2 separate regions of the Mus musculus genome follow, and region 1 is linked to region 2. The links are chromatin contacts, called in public HiChIP or PLAC-seq maps. All regions are on one chromosome and are shown on one strand. The core of a region is the stretch at or near the end of the contact, and the rest is flanking DNA. Distances in the headings are between cores, read along the strand shown. Region 1 holds the start of Tmem30b (transmembrane protein 30B). Region 2 overlaps Slc38a6 (solute carrier family 38, member 6).

Region 1 (6,986 bases), core at 4,468-6,967, 210 kb after region 2:
GTGGCTCGGCAGCTGAGAGGACTTGCTGTTTCGCAGAGGACTAGTGAGTGATTGCTAACACTCCCATGGTAGCTCACCATCATCAATAACTCCAGCTCCAGGGGATCCAACACCTTCTCCTGACCTTGGCACCAGTCATGTGCATGACACACACACATACATGCAGGCAAAAGACTTCACACACATAAAAACATGAATCTGGAAGAAATGACTCCTGAATGTAGTCCTCTGACTTCCACATGCGTGTTATGGATTGTGAACACTTGCTCTTGAGCATGGACCATGCACATGAGTGCATGAGTGCACGCGCACACACACACATACACAGCAAATAAATAAATAAATGTAATAATTAAAAATAAATAAGCATGCTGGGTGTGGTGGCACACACCCTTAATCCCAGCACTGGGGAGGTAGAGGCAGGCGGATTTCTGAGTTCGAGGCCAGCCTGGTCTACAAAGTGAGTTCCAGGACAGCCAGGGCTATACAGAGAAACCCTGTGTTGAAAAAACAAAAAACAAAAACAAAAACAAACAAACAAACAAACAAAAACCCACAACAACAACAACAAAAAGCAATTCATTTCAGTGGCTGTCACTTCACTCAATATTAGATTTCTTCTTTGGTTTCTAAGGACCACTCCTTTAACTATTACTACACTTACTTATTGTGTGTGCTTGTGCGTGTTGTGTGACTTATTGTGTGTGCTTGTGCGTGTGTGTCATGTATGTGCAAGAGCTCCAGGGTGGAGGTCGGTGAACAGCTTGCAGGAATGAGCTGCAAGTGACCCTGCTTTCACTGGGGATATCCTGGGAATAGACCTGGGGGTGTTAGGGTTGGCAGGAAATGCCTTTACCTACGGAGTCACCGCCCCAGCCTGAACTGCTTACTGTTCCATAGAGTTCTAAACAGAATCAAAAGGGATATATTCCTGCCTCGTTGGTCTTGATGACTTCCTGGAAGCTCACGCATTTTGATGGATAAGGCTAATAATGAGACCACACAGTGTGAAGCACCTTAGGCTTCTGCAACAAAGCCCGTTTAGAAAAATAAAGCAACTTCTATTAAGGACACATGGCTTACAGTTTTCACTGGCGATTTAACGTGTCATCTACTGTGGGAGCTTGGTGAGGAGGCACTGTGGAGGGGCTCCTGATGGCAATACCTTAGCTTGCAATAAAAGGTATACTGCACTCAACTTGATCAACAAAACAAGCTAAGGGGAGCGGAAGGGGGTGAGCCACTCTTCACTCATTGCATCTCCCCCAATCCCCCTCGTTAGGGGATTCTGTGGCTGAGCCAACCCTGCCTCTCTCACAGTTTCCCTTGCAGCCGACCCCTTGCCCTCTGGGTACCCTGCCAGCCTAGGAATATGTCTGGCGCGCATTTCCTTTTCATCTTTCCCTGCCTGTCTGCATTTGGTCTCACTGCCCGGTTTTCTCTGTGTCATGCAAGCTTAGCCTGCAGGTATGTTAGCTGAAGGAAGGCTGATATGCTCTAGAGATCTTACCAGCAAGACTAATGATGGCTGCCTTCATACAAGGTGACACAGCAATGCGGGTAGTTTTCCCAAAGGTAGTGCTGTCTTTATTGGGGAAACTTATGGAAGGTGCTTTTTTGCCACATCAGCAACTGAACAACAGCTAAACAACTTAGCCAGTTCTCTGCAAAGTGAAGCTATCTCGAGAGATCTCTTTAGGCCTTTAATGAGTTCCAGTCCTATTTGGTAGGGTCCTTTAAGTGACTCTTCAGTTTGTTGGAGAGAGAATTAAGAGAAATTCTCCCCGGGGGGAAATTTTTTTTTTTAATTGCCAACTAAAATTAACCAGCTCTGTTTAATCTATAGCAAAAATGTAGGTTGCAGTGAATATCCAGTGCAAACTAAAAAAAGAATTTTATTGATAGTGACTGATGGTTTGTAACACTGAGACTCACCATCAGCTCCTTGGTGTGTCAGAAGGAGTTTTAGTTGTAGCTTACTGAGTAACACAAAGCAAAGTCTGTCCTTGGTTGTTTTAACAGTTGCCTAACTGTTGAGCCACTTCAGTTGAAGAGATACTAGAAACCTCAGCTTGGTGGTTTTTGTTTTTTGTTTTGTTTTTTTCTGTTTTTTGTTTTGTTTTGTTTTGTTTTGTTTTGTTGGAGGTGGGCTTTTCACTGAATACATGTCCTTTACTTCACAAAGTGGCTCAAAGTTGTTTTCTAGTCCAGCTGCTGAGGTCCACTCTGTCTCACTCCTAGAAGACATCCCTTCAGTTGGGAAACAGGAGGATAGGACTAACCAGAATCATGATACTGGACAAAAATGCTCCACAGCACAGGGGCCACTGAAGCAAAGGCCTGACACTGTCGTCTTAAACTTCCTGTTCATCGGGGTCTCAGATACTGACAGGTAGTTGTAATTTACAGTCTGAGTGAAATGCAGAGCGGCAGGCTGCTATGATCATATTCTTTAATAACCTTTCATACTAAAATTGAAAACACACTGTCATTTATCAAATTCAGACAATAATTGAGGATCATGTCACCCAAACACAGGATGTTGACGTAAGTTCAAATTCTGTTTTAAGAAGTTAGCAATAAAAGACGGAGTTCGTGTTGACTGGACACCATTCTGAACGGTGATGCTCTGGCTACAATATGAATGTGCTGGCAATAGGAGGCGAATGGCTGGTACTGTTTGTGCCTTTAAGATCATAGTTCAAAAGAACTAAGTAATGTGATAACAGAGAAAGTCAAACACAACCTTTATTCTCTTTCAAAAACCTTGAAAACAAGGCCTGGAACTACAATTTAATGACAGGATTTTAAGTTTCATGGTCTCACATAAAAGTTAGTAACAAAAGACTACTGTTCTACAAAATGATAGTAAAATATAGTTACCCTCAACTGTATAGGGAAAAAAAGGAAGCAAATTCCTTTACCTGACACAGGGGAGGGCTGATCAACCAAGCATTTATAATAAATAAAACATTCTAAAGTACACGCCACATTCTGCTTTTCATAGTCAAAAATCACAAAATGTGACCTGATATTAAATTTTATCACATTCAGAAGTCAGACAATCAACACGGTGGAAATGCTAAAGAATGTTTTGATATACATAAAGATGAGACAAGATTATATTAAGTCACTTTTTATCTTAGACGGGCACGCTATTCATCCAAAAATAAGTATTAACCAAGACAGAATAATAGAATGGATGGAAAGAATCACTGTAACTCAGCATTTGACCGCCATACAACATACTCCAACAACTCTGCTGCCCTTGAGGAATGAAAATTCACTGATAACCAAGAAAATGACTGCACTAGGGAGCCAGCCCAGAGGACCCTGACAAATGCCAAGGAACTTTTCTTCAGGGAACCTGGAAGACAGCATCATGGGAAATTTTATTTTTAATTTTCTTTGAAATTATTGTTCCATAAAAATAAAATAAAAATGTCCCACTTGCCTCTGAGACTAGCTTTGTATCAATTGTAGGCAATCAGATAAAATCAGCTGAGTAATTTTAGCATTGTCTTAAAGGCTAAAATAATTGGGAGTCTATTTTGCATATTAGAATATATTCCTTATCAATCTTTAACGTGATCAGTAGAAATGGGTTTCATTTGAGAGTTGAAACTGGGTTTAAGATAGTTCTTTGTGAAGATAATACAAATGAGTTAAATTATTCCCTTCAGCATGATTCAAGGTGGGGGTGGGGTGTTGAGAAAGAAGGCAAAACTCGGTCCCTCAGGGTTGCAAGGAAACTGCTTCCCACTAAGATCATTTGCAGTCGGGTTTCTCAGGTTAAAACACTTGCCCCTGAGCCATGCAGACTGCTCTTGCGTTTTCAGATTTTTACACGGCGTCTTCTTAAGTTTGCTTTTACATTTAATGACGCACTTCTGCCCTGCAGATCTGCACTTTCCTAGACCTAGCAAGTTTTCTTGCTCATTCCACAAATTGCCAGCTTCCTTCCTATGTGTTTAGGACCAAACAGGAGCACTATGATTGCCACCGTTCACGGGAACAAATTATTACAGGTAAAACTGAATTCAGGTGAGTACTTCAGGCCCAACCTGGCTCAAGATTCCAATTCAAGGGCACAAGGATTCCAGAGAAGCTTGCTCATCCTGGCCTTACTGTGTCAGAACCTGAGGGGCCTGGTGCCTCGTCATCGACTTAAATCTTAACCAATATGCTTTCCCTGCTCCTCTGTGCCTCTGCGGGCAATCAGCGGGTATCATTTGCCATCCCAACACTTCCCCGCCCCATCTGATATCTCCCTCCCAGAAAGCGGAGGGAGGTGTGCCTAGAGGAAGGAACAAAAGTTTAGGCTCAAAATCGGGATCCTGGCTGTTGGTCTTAATGAGTTCCAATCCAGGAATCTTAAGGACCTGGCGTGTCAAGTCGGTAAGCCATGGAGAAGATGGGGAAAATGGCAAGATGTGTCACTCTGCAGTCCAGAACCTGAGAACAGTCCCGTGGCGGGTAATTCCCTTCACCAGGCCCATCTTCCACAACAGATCTGTGGGCCTGAAGTTGTGTTAGGAACAAAGGCCACCGCTAAAAGCGGCTTGGCCAAGAAGCAGGCAGGGTTTCTTGGGAAGCAGGATCACTCATCATCGTTGTCGTCGTCGTCCTGGTCCTGGTAGCGAATGTAGACGACCAGCATGACAAAGCCCATGACGATGCAGAGGGAGCCAACGACCAGGTAGGCGATGCCCAGGAAAGGGTTCTTGCCACCCATCCAAGAGATGTTGCTAAGAATGATGAGCTTGTGGCCGCCGAAGGCGCGCACCGGGTAGTTGTAGGTGATGTTGACACGGTAGGTGCCCCGGGGCAGACCGGCGGAGTAGTTGCCCTGGCGGATGCGCGCATAGAGCTTGCGGAACGTGGGCAGCGCCGCGGTGCGCATCCACACCACGAAGTCCTGGTTGATGAAGCCGGTGTTGTTGGGATCCGGGCTGAGCTCATAAACCGGCCGGTGCCAGTTGGGCGGCGGCGCCGTGCCGCGGAAGGCCAGCGCCAGGCTGCCGTTCACCAGCGGCGGGTTGCGGAACTTGACGTGGTAGTCGGTCCACCAGGCGATGGCGGTGCGATCGAGCGGCACCTCGACGAAGGGGTCCGAGGGCTGGCGCTGGTGCCAGAGCGAGAAGGAGTCGTTGAAGAGGCTGTTGGCGATGGCGCCGCACGGTGCGATAGGCAGACCGTCGGAGCGGAACTGGTAGGGGGCGCACTCGTTGGCCGGGTGGCGCAGCGCGCTGGCCAGGCCGCTGAGCTGCGCGTCGTCGCGGGACACGCCGTAGCGCCGGTTGTTCTGGTAGAAGTTGGACAGCTCGTAGTAGAGGTACACGGGGCCCGGGAAGAGCTCGGGCAGCGTAAAGCTCCAGGAGCAAGCGCAGCCGGGCGGCGGAGCGCGGCCCTGGCCCTTGGCGGCGCACACCGAGCAATCGCCGGTGCCGGGGTTGCCGGTGTAGTCGTACTCCAGCTCCTTGATGCCGTTGGAGGAGTAGAAGAGGCCCAGGCCCAGGCCGATGAACGCCAGGCCGGCGCAGAAGAAGAGCGGCAGCGCGATGCCCGCCGACAGCAGCGGCTGCCAGGCGGGGAGGCGCTGCTGAGTGAAGGCGGTGTTGTCGGGCTGGTGCGCGCCCCGCGCCGTGGCGCTCCAGGTCATGGCGGGGATCTCAGCCGGGGCCTGCGGCCGCCGACTCTCAACCCAGGATCAGCGGCGAGCCTCCCGCCTCCGCTCGCCTGCTCAGCTCGACGGCTGCTCCCCGGCCCCGCCCCCAGCCCGCCCGCCCGCGCAGGTGCGCCAGCCCCGCCCCCCACGCAGGTGAGGCCGATTGCGGGGCGCGCTGCCTCTGCCCCGGGACTGCTCAGTTCCGCCACCGCCCAGGTGACCTGGGACTGGCTCCGCCCCTGCATGGCGCCCTTCCCAGGTGAGCAGGGCGAGGCTCCTCACCACACCAGGCTCTGGCCCTTCGATCCTCCCTGTCTGACTCCTCCTCCTCTCTATTCCTCCTTCTCTCCCTCCTCCCACTTCTCCTCCCCTCCTCCTCCCAGCTCTCCCGCTCCTCCGTGGGCAAGTGATGGGCTCAGAGTGGGTCATCTCTTTGGTCAGGTTCCTGTCTCCTTCCACAGGGCCCGAGCAACTTTCCCCAGATCACAAGCCTGACTTAAACAAGAAAGTTCCACCCCAGAGCTTGCTCCAGGGTGGGGTTCTGTTGGCTTGATTATTTATTACCTCGTTAAGGCTGTTAATCCTCGTTATTTAAGGAAAAGGGTGAGTCTTAAGTAGGGTTTCACTTAGTTTTCAAGCACAAAATACAGTGCCCTGGGAGTTACATTGTGGTAGCTGTATCAATTTCAACGTGGAGTTCTTATTCTCCCCTTTTTATGTAAGGGGGGGATTAGTTCCTAGCCAAATGCTCCAGTCTGGTTTAATAACTACAAAAGGTGAAAAGTTCTGTAAAAATAAAATGATTTATTAAGAATCAATGACTGGGAGAGTTTGCAGCCTTTGAATGTCTTCTCTAGCTGGTGGGAGGAACCACCAATGAGAAAAAAAAATGCTGTGGCCTGAATGTGATGTTCTTTTCAGATCTTCTTGATTAGAGAAAGGCCCGACCCAAGGCCCTGGAGGGCCTCGCTGATATCCACAGCCAAGGACATTTGCGTGTTTGGTCCTAGTTGAACTAGAAGGATGTATAGGCTGTATGAAAACTCCAACCAGCCTGGGCCTTGGGGCTGGTTTGTTTGTTGTTTTTGTTTGTCTCGGGGTTGGTTAGAATACACAAGGGCACAGGGGGCTATGCATGGAATCTTCCTTAGGTACAGAAGTACACTCCTGCAGCTCATACAGTGTGAATAGCTTAAGTGCTTTCTCTGTTATTCGTGCATACCCGTTTATCCAAATCCAAAGAGACTTGGAAAACTAAGAGCTGTTGGAAATATTTTTAATGTTGTCTTCCAAGTCTTCAGCCCTGTGCCGAACAATG
Region 2 (6,403 bases), core at 2,495-4,994:
TGTGTAGGCATCGTGTTTCCTCTCTCACTGCTTCCCAAGATAGGTGAGTCTACAGAGAGTGAGGGACTAAAACCTCACACCACCATGTATTTAGAAGAGTAGTGCTTGTGAGTCCTTTTAAATTTGGCCCATTTTTGGTTGTTCCATCCTCAGCCCTGCCTAGCTAACTAAATGTGTATGACTTGGCTTACGGCAGCATTCTGTCTGCCCCGCTAAAATGAAGTCCTTACAGCAGACCATTGAGGAGCAAGGCTTCCCATGCATCGCACTGCTCGTGGTGGGCCAGTTCCTGTTCTGCTGTGCAGAGCTACATAATGATCTGTGACAGTCGGGCCCTAGGCCCAGATACCAAGCTGCAGTAGAAAACATGCCCACGATGCATGGCTCTGTTTGTAAGTCGGGATCACTTGCCTTATAAATTGCTTTTTATTTTATTGGTATTTTACAGGCTTTCTTGGCTACACAAGCAGTCTATCATTTTTCTTTATGGTGTTCTTTGCTCTTGTGGTAAGTTCAAAATATAAAGCATTGCTCATTTCATCTCAAAACGCAACTGTGTTAGTGACTGACGTTTCTAGCAGCTTTGCACTCGGCACCATAGCCCACTTCGTATCATTAGCATCACTGGTTTTTTTGTTTTTTGGGTTTTTTTTAACATAAAAGTAATTTCAGTCACAGGATTATTCATTTTGTCTATTTTAAAGAAGCTTAAAACAAATTTAGTATCTTGTAGTTGGTCAGAGAGGGACATACAGAACTTGCTAGGACTCTAGGTAGAATAGACCCCTGGACAGCTGTAGCAGCACTCTGTGGAGCAGTGGGCTCTGTCAGTCAGTTAGCAGAGCGTCCTGATGCTTTATTTCACTGATGAAATTATAGTTTTATAGTTTGAGACTTGGTTGGAAAGCTCTAAGGAGAACTGGGATATGAACGCAATCCTATCCGCCCTGCTTATTCAGTGTAAAATGTTCCCATAAAGATAATGTGGGAAAATAATATTTTTCTTCATATGCAGAAAATATATTTTAATTATCAGATTTTTATTATATATCAGATGGCAGTTTTACTTCTTTTATATTTATAAAATAATTTAATATAGGCTTTTTAATTCTCCTAAGACAGATCCTTGCATATAATATTTTAATAAACTTTTTCCTTTGCACTGTATTTTATTCCATATTAAGTATATAAATGTCAAACCTTACATAGAATAAAATATCTTTCATTTGCCAGGAATATGTATATCCCAAGTGACCTTTTTCTGAGCACACAACTTGCAGCCCCGTATTACTGCGTTTGTGTGCACACAAAGTCACATGCACACACAGCCACACAAACATGCAACCACATACCCACTCTGTATGAAGACACCAGTCATATTTGCATCACATCTGTCTTTGGTTAAATCATCTTCTGAGACACAGAATAAAGCAACTTAAAATAAGTGCAAGTAGCCCTGATTTCACTCTTCATAAACATTTATGTTGTAAGGAATTTGTTAAGGCTGAAATATTTAACAGCGCTTGGTCATTTTTTAATTTATCTACATTAAAATTATCCCTCTACCCACCCCAGTTGTCAATCAAGTAATGACAAGTTAGCATATAATTTTTAGGTTCTATACTATAAAGAGAAACAGTAGGTATTTTCATCACAAGGGAGTAGATGAGAAGCATCCATGAGGTTAGATGGTATCCCACATACACATAGGAATGTATGAATCTTAATCGCCTGTAGATAACATACTGAATTTTGCCCTGGCGCTTAATCGACAAGGCAAGCATTTCATAGGTAGAAGTAATTCCGTTTTCACAGTCAATAGCTTAACACAGGTGGAGTGCATTGATGCAATATGTCTATTGCAGTGTTTTGTTTCTGCTGCAGCAGATACTCTTTAATTCAATGCAGGTTTCTGCTGCAGGGGTCACATGGAAATAATTCTCCCATATTAATCCTGATGCTCCACAAATCATCTACTTGAATTTCTACCTGTGAGAAGAGTTGAAATTTAGACTCTAGCAAGACCATGAAGTTTATACTTTTTAATGCTGTTTTTTTATTGCCATGTTTATTAGAGATTCTATTTCTATTTTTGTTTTTGTCTTTTTTTGTTTTCTGAGACAGGGTTTTACTGTGTAACCCTGGCTGCCCATGAGCTTACTATGTAGACCAGACAGGCCTGGAATTCACAGAAATGTATCTGCCCATGCCTCTGCCCCCTTAGGGCTGGCATTCAAGCTGTTTTCTACCATGCCCAGCTAACTAACTCTAAAAAACACATACCAGTTTTTAAAACGTGAGACGCCGGCAATTCTCTCCCGTCCTGTGGTTGGGTCCTAGCCCATTCCTTACCTGTCTCAGCATCTCTGCCCATTGTTTACTTTGAGACTGGTATGCATAAGTTTATTACATTTATGTTATAGTTTATAGAATCGATCCAGAAAACGTCGTCTTAATTGTTCTCGTGAAGCAATGCAGACCGGAGTGTCTCTACTAGCTATTCTTCCAGATCCCGATTGCCATTAAAAATTTAGCATACATTTTCCTTTGAGAGTATCTACGTTTAAACATGTTTCAATTTGGCAGTGGCTCAAAGTGACAGTAAGAGATGCCTTCATCCCTTATTTTTCTAACCTACCTTCTTGTCACTGGCATTGAGAGAGTTGGGGTGAGTTGCTGAGATCTCTGTAAAGGAACATGGGAGGAAGTAAGCTGGGAGCTGCCCTGCAGAAATGGAAGGGCCTTTTGTGCAAGGGCATTAAGTATTTTTAGTGCCTAAGGTGATTTCTCTTCTTCTCTTCCCATCCCCCAGAGTGCCCTTCTTGCCCAGTCTGTCTTCAGCGCCAAGCAAGGACTTCCTGTGACTCTCCTCTCTCTTGTGCTTGGGTCTCTGCCCACTCCTCACCTGTCTGCATCTCTCTCCACCCCAATGCACCATGCAGGTTTGAAGCTGGGATGACCCACAGGAATTAGCTGTAATAATGGAATTTATGTTAGTGTAAAACTAAGTTGCCAATAATGTTTTCCTAATCAATGAAATAGGCTATATTGTATCTTGAAGGATTTTGACTTGGCATTCAAGGACTGGTACTCAGCAGTCTCAGGAAGCCAGGAGGCTCTGTTGCTGTCAGAGGCTGCTCTCCCCCCCCCCTCCACCCACCCAGTAAGAGGAAAACAGGAGACATTGAATTTGCAGTGGCATCAGTAGGGCTGAACCCTGCTTTTCCAGCTACCTTCATTCTCACCCCACACTCCATCTCTCTTTTAAAACAAAACAAAACCTAAATAAAACCAAACCAAACAAACAAACAAAAAAAAACCCAACTTTTCAGGAAAAGAAAAGATAATGAGATTCTTGGTTCTTGTTTTGTTCTTGTCTCTTGATAAATTGATGGTTGGAGTTGGTTTTATTTTGAAAACTTACCTGGAAATACCCAGTTTGTCCCTTAGACACCCCCACCCCCTTGGGGGTTAGATTTTAAATTAAAAGTGACTCTTGGGTTCTCTCATTAACTTAATCCTAAAAGTGTGTGTTTTCTTTAGATTTATCACTGTATAAAATTTTGATTGAATTTGTTAAAGTCCCAAACTAGATAAGTTCCAAATAGGAATAGTATTTACTTACTTGTCTCCGCAAAGACAAAAGCTTCCTTTCTTCCTCTGCCCCTTTGTATGCTGGGATTTAGCCTGGAGCAAACATTTGCAGAGTAATTATGTGCCTGCAACAGGGCTACAATGGCAGTGTTGACACAGCCACAACTGGGGCTGCAGGAACAGGACGGCCACAATTAAGAGTCAAATCCTGAAGCATGCCCGTTGATGGTCCTGGGAAACAGCATCCCTCCAGCTGGAGTTCCCTAGCTCTGCACCCGATTCTGGCCAGCTTTCTCCACACTCACCAATAGCACGAACGTGAAAACCTGAAGAGGTGAAAGTGTGTGTTCATCAGGAGTACCAACAAGCACACTGAGAATTAAAGTCTCCCCCCACTTCTGCCTCTCTTCTGCTCTGTCTGCCACTGACGATAATAGATAATCTTTGCAGTTATTATTGAAAGTGTGCTTCCTCTTTGAGTTGCACTTTAAAAACAGAACCAGTGTACTGCTGGAGTTTTGAAAATTGACACAAGAGTCTTTGATGAGCAGGATTCCCCACTGATCAGATGTAAAGCACTCCTGTCATGCTGGGCCCTCCCCTCCGCCCAGTGACCATGTTAAAGGGTGACCCCATTCTCTCTGGGAAAATCGGAGCATCAAGGAAACTTCTGTTTGGCTTTATTGAAAGCATCAACTTGTGATGAATTTCACTACAGATCATCTAAGTGCTGGTTGCATTTACTTTTACAGGTAGTAATTAAAAAATGGGCCGTTCCTTGTCCTGTGACCTTAGATTGCATCAATGAAGTCTTTCAGGTAATAATTTTTAGCTTTTTTTTATTTTTAACCTTTCAACTAAAAAAAAGAAATTGAAGATAAATGATTATTTTCCTAGTTGGTGAAAGGTAATAGTTACGTAACAGTTTAGACCTTTTCTTTGAAGTAATTTGATTTGAAATTCTAGTAGTAATAAATTCATCATATTTGTTGATGTATTCTGACTTTTAATACCTATTGGTTTTTCTTTTCCCCTCAATACTCTTAAACAGATTTCAAACGCAACAGATGACTGTAAACCAAAGCTCTTTCATTTCTCCAAAGAGGTGTGTAAGTTATTAACAGATACTTTTGGTTGATTTTTCACATTTCAAGTTTTAAGAGATTTGTGTTACAGGGTCTCTTAGGTCTTTGTACCTGTAACTAATTAATTTTCATGAAAGTGCTAAGTATAGGATTGCCTACCAGAAGAATAATATTATTTAACACAGGGTGGCCCATTATGAAACAGCCACCTTTTTCTTTTCTTTCTTTTGGCATGCTTTTAAATGGAGCCTGTTTTAAATGGGCCTTTGCCTAAAAGAACAGATTTACCAAATGTCTGGTCTGGCCAGTAAGGTCCTCTGTGGATATGGCTTTCCTGTTGCGCTCTGGACTTGTAAAGCTAAATCGCCAATTACATCAAAAACTCCTCCCTGGTGAGTAGGACTTTGGTCTCTAGTTAAACAGCCTCATCAATGGGCCAGCATTTGAGTACTGCCAGTACCTTCTGAGCAGAACTCCAGGGAAATTTATGATGTTCACAGCAGAGACCAGAAACCCAAGTCCCATGCCCACTCTTAAGAGAGCTGTAGGCTCCGGAAAGTGCCTGGAAGAATCCCTGAGCACAAGCAGGCAAACAGGGGCTCCGGCTTTGCTCTCACGGAAAAGGCGGAGCCTTCCTGTTTCTGGGAGTCTCTTCCTCTCGACTTTGTTTTTCTGCTGAAATGTGGTTTTGCAGGCCCCAGACACCAGACTCTCCTCTCCTCGCTGCACAGCTTTGTTAGTATAGAATGTTAATGTGGGTTGTTCTCCGTGCAAAACTTTCCCTTTTATCTCCAGTTTATAACAAGAAGCGTCTTCCCAAGCCTTGTGAGGAGGTCACCACATCTCTCACACGGCGGAGACCTCCGTGGGCCTTAGATCAGGGCAGGGGAGTTGACAGGCCAGGAAACTGAGCAGCTTATGAAACAGAGAACGTGTCTTAAGCTCTCATTCCCCTAATACAGCTTCAAGAAACACAACGTCCTAGGTACGATATTCCAAAGTAGGCCTTCATCTGGAACTTCTTTTGGTGAAGAGCCCAACACTAGCTCAGGAGAAATATTTTTAGACCAGAAAAGAGAAAATAAATCATTACCATCCATTTGTTAAAGACAGTTCTTTAATGTAGAGGTAATAACGTTTGGCTTGCTAGTTTTCTCTGGCTCTTGTTAAGTATTCTAATAATAATTTTTAAAGAAACCTTAGGCTTATGTATTACATGAGATCCTAAGGAGTTTTTCAGGTCTAGAATTAATGATCTTGGTGCTCATTAAGAAAGATCTTGGTCATGGATTCTGGCAGTACAAAGATGTGGCTTCTATTTGGAGTACTTACTTGGATCGAGTAACTAAAAGCAGATTTGAAAGCATTAGCACTATTGCTGCTTGGGTAATGAGATGTATTTAAATCGTGCATACCTTAAGAACAACTGGAATTATAATAAAAATTATTTTAAATGTAGCTCTTTATATATTACCTAAATTAGTTTTATCTTATCCAAATAATGTAGAAAGTGATCATTGTAATAAAGCAACATGATTTGAGAGGCCAGCCAGAAAATGTGGTTAGAATCGGCAAGCCACCTAAGCTATAGTAGTTGCTGGCCACTGCAGATCCTCTTCTCTCCTCTCTCCCCTCTCTCTCTCTCTCTCTCTCTCTCTCTCTCTCTCTCTTTCTGTCTGTCGTATGAAGAGATCATTCACAAAAGATGGCACAGATTTGACTAA

The links. HiChIP or PLAC-seq counts read pairs in DNA pulled down with a chosen protein or histone mark.
Region 1: a contact with region 2 is called in an H3K4me3 HiChIP or PLAC-seq map of embryonic limb bud, with 3 times the contacts expected there. The contact joins the promoter of Tmem30b here to the enhancer-like site in region 2. A contact is called at or near these places in 3 of 39 promoter capture datasets (HPC-7-derived erythroid cells, frontonasal cranial neural crest and maxillary cranial neural crest), 1 of 484 Hi-C or Micro-C datasets (nephron progenitors), 4 of 115 datasets of contacts at active chromatin or transcription factors (craniofacial prominence, embryonic limb bud, embryonic stem cells and 1 more) and 1 of 9 other capture datasets (liver).

What each region holds. Positions count from the first base shown.
Region 1 is chr12:73,540,678-73,547,663 of GRCm38.p6, forward strand. Tmem30b (transmembrane protein 30B) reads right to left here and starts at 5,718. Exons shown (of 1, transcript NM_178715.3): 1 at 2,437-5,718. The coding sequence starts at 5,662. The coding sequence ends at 4,601.
Region 2 is chr12:73,337,062-73,343,464 of GRCm38.p6, forward strand. It overlaps Slc38a6 (solute carrier family 38, member 6), which reads left to right. Exons shown (of 16, transcript NM_001037717.3): 7 at 1-43; 8 at 449-507; 9 at 4,347-4,412; 10 at 4,646-4,699. Among named protein-coding and RNA genes, the nearest start is that of Slc38a6, 53 kb to the left of the region's middle. Within about 2 kb of position 3,745, at least 32 of the 459 cell types and tissues checked have an H3K27ac peak or open chromatin away from gene starts, as enhancers often do. A contact at or near this core is called in craniofacial prominence and embryonic limb bud, where this site is marked.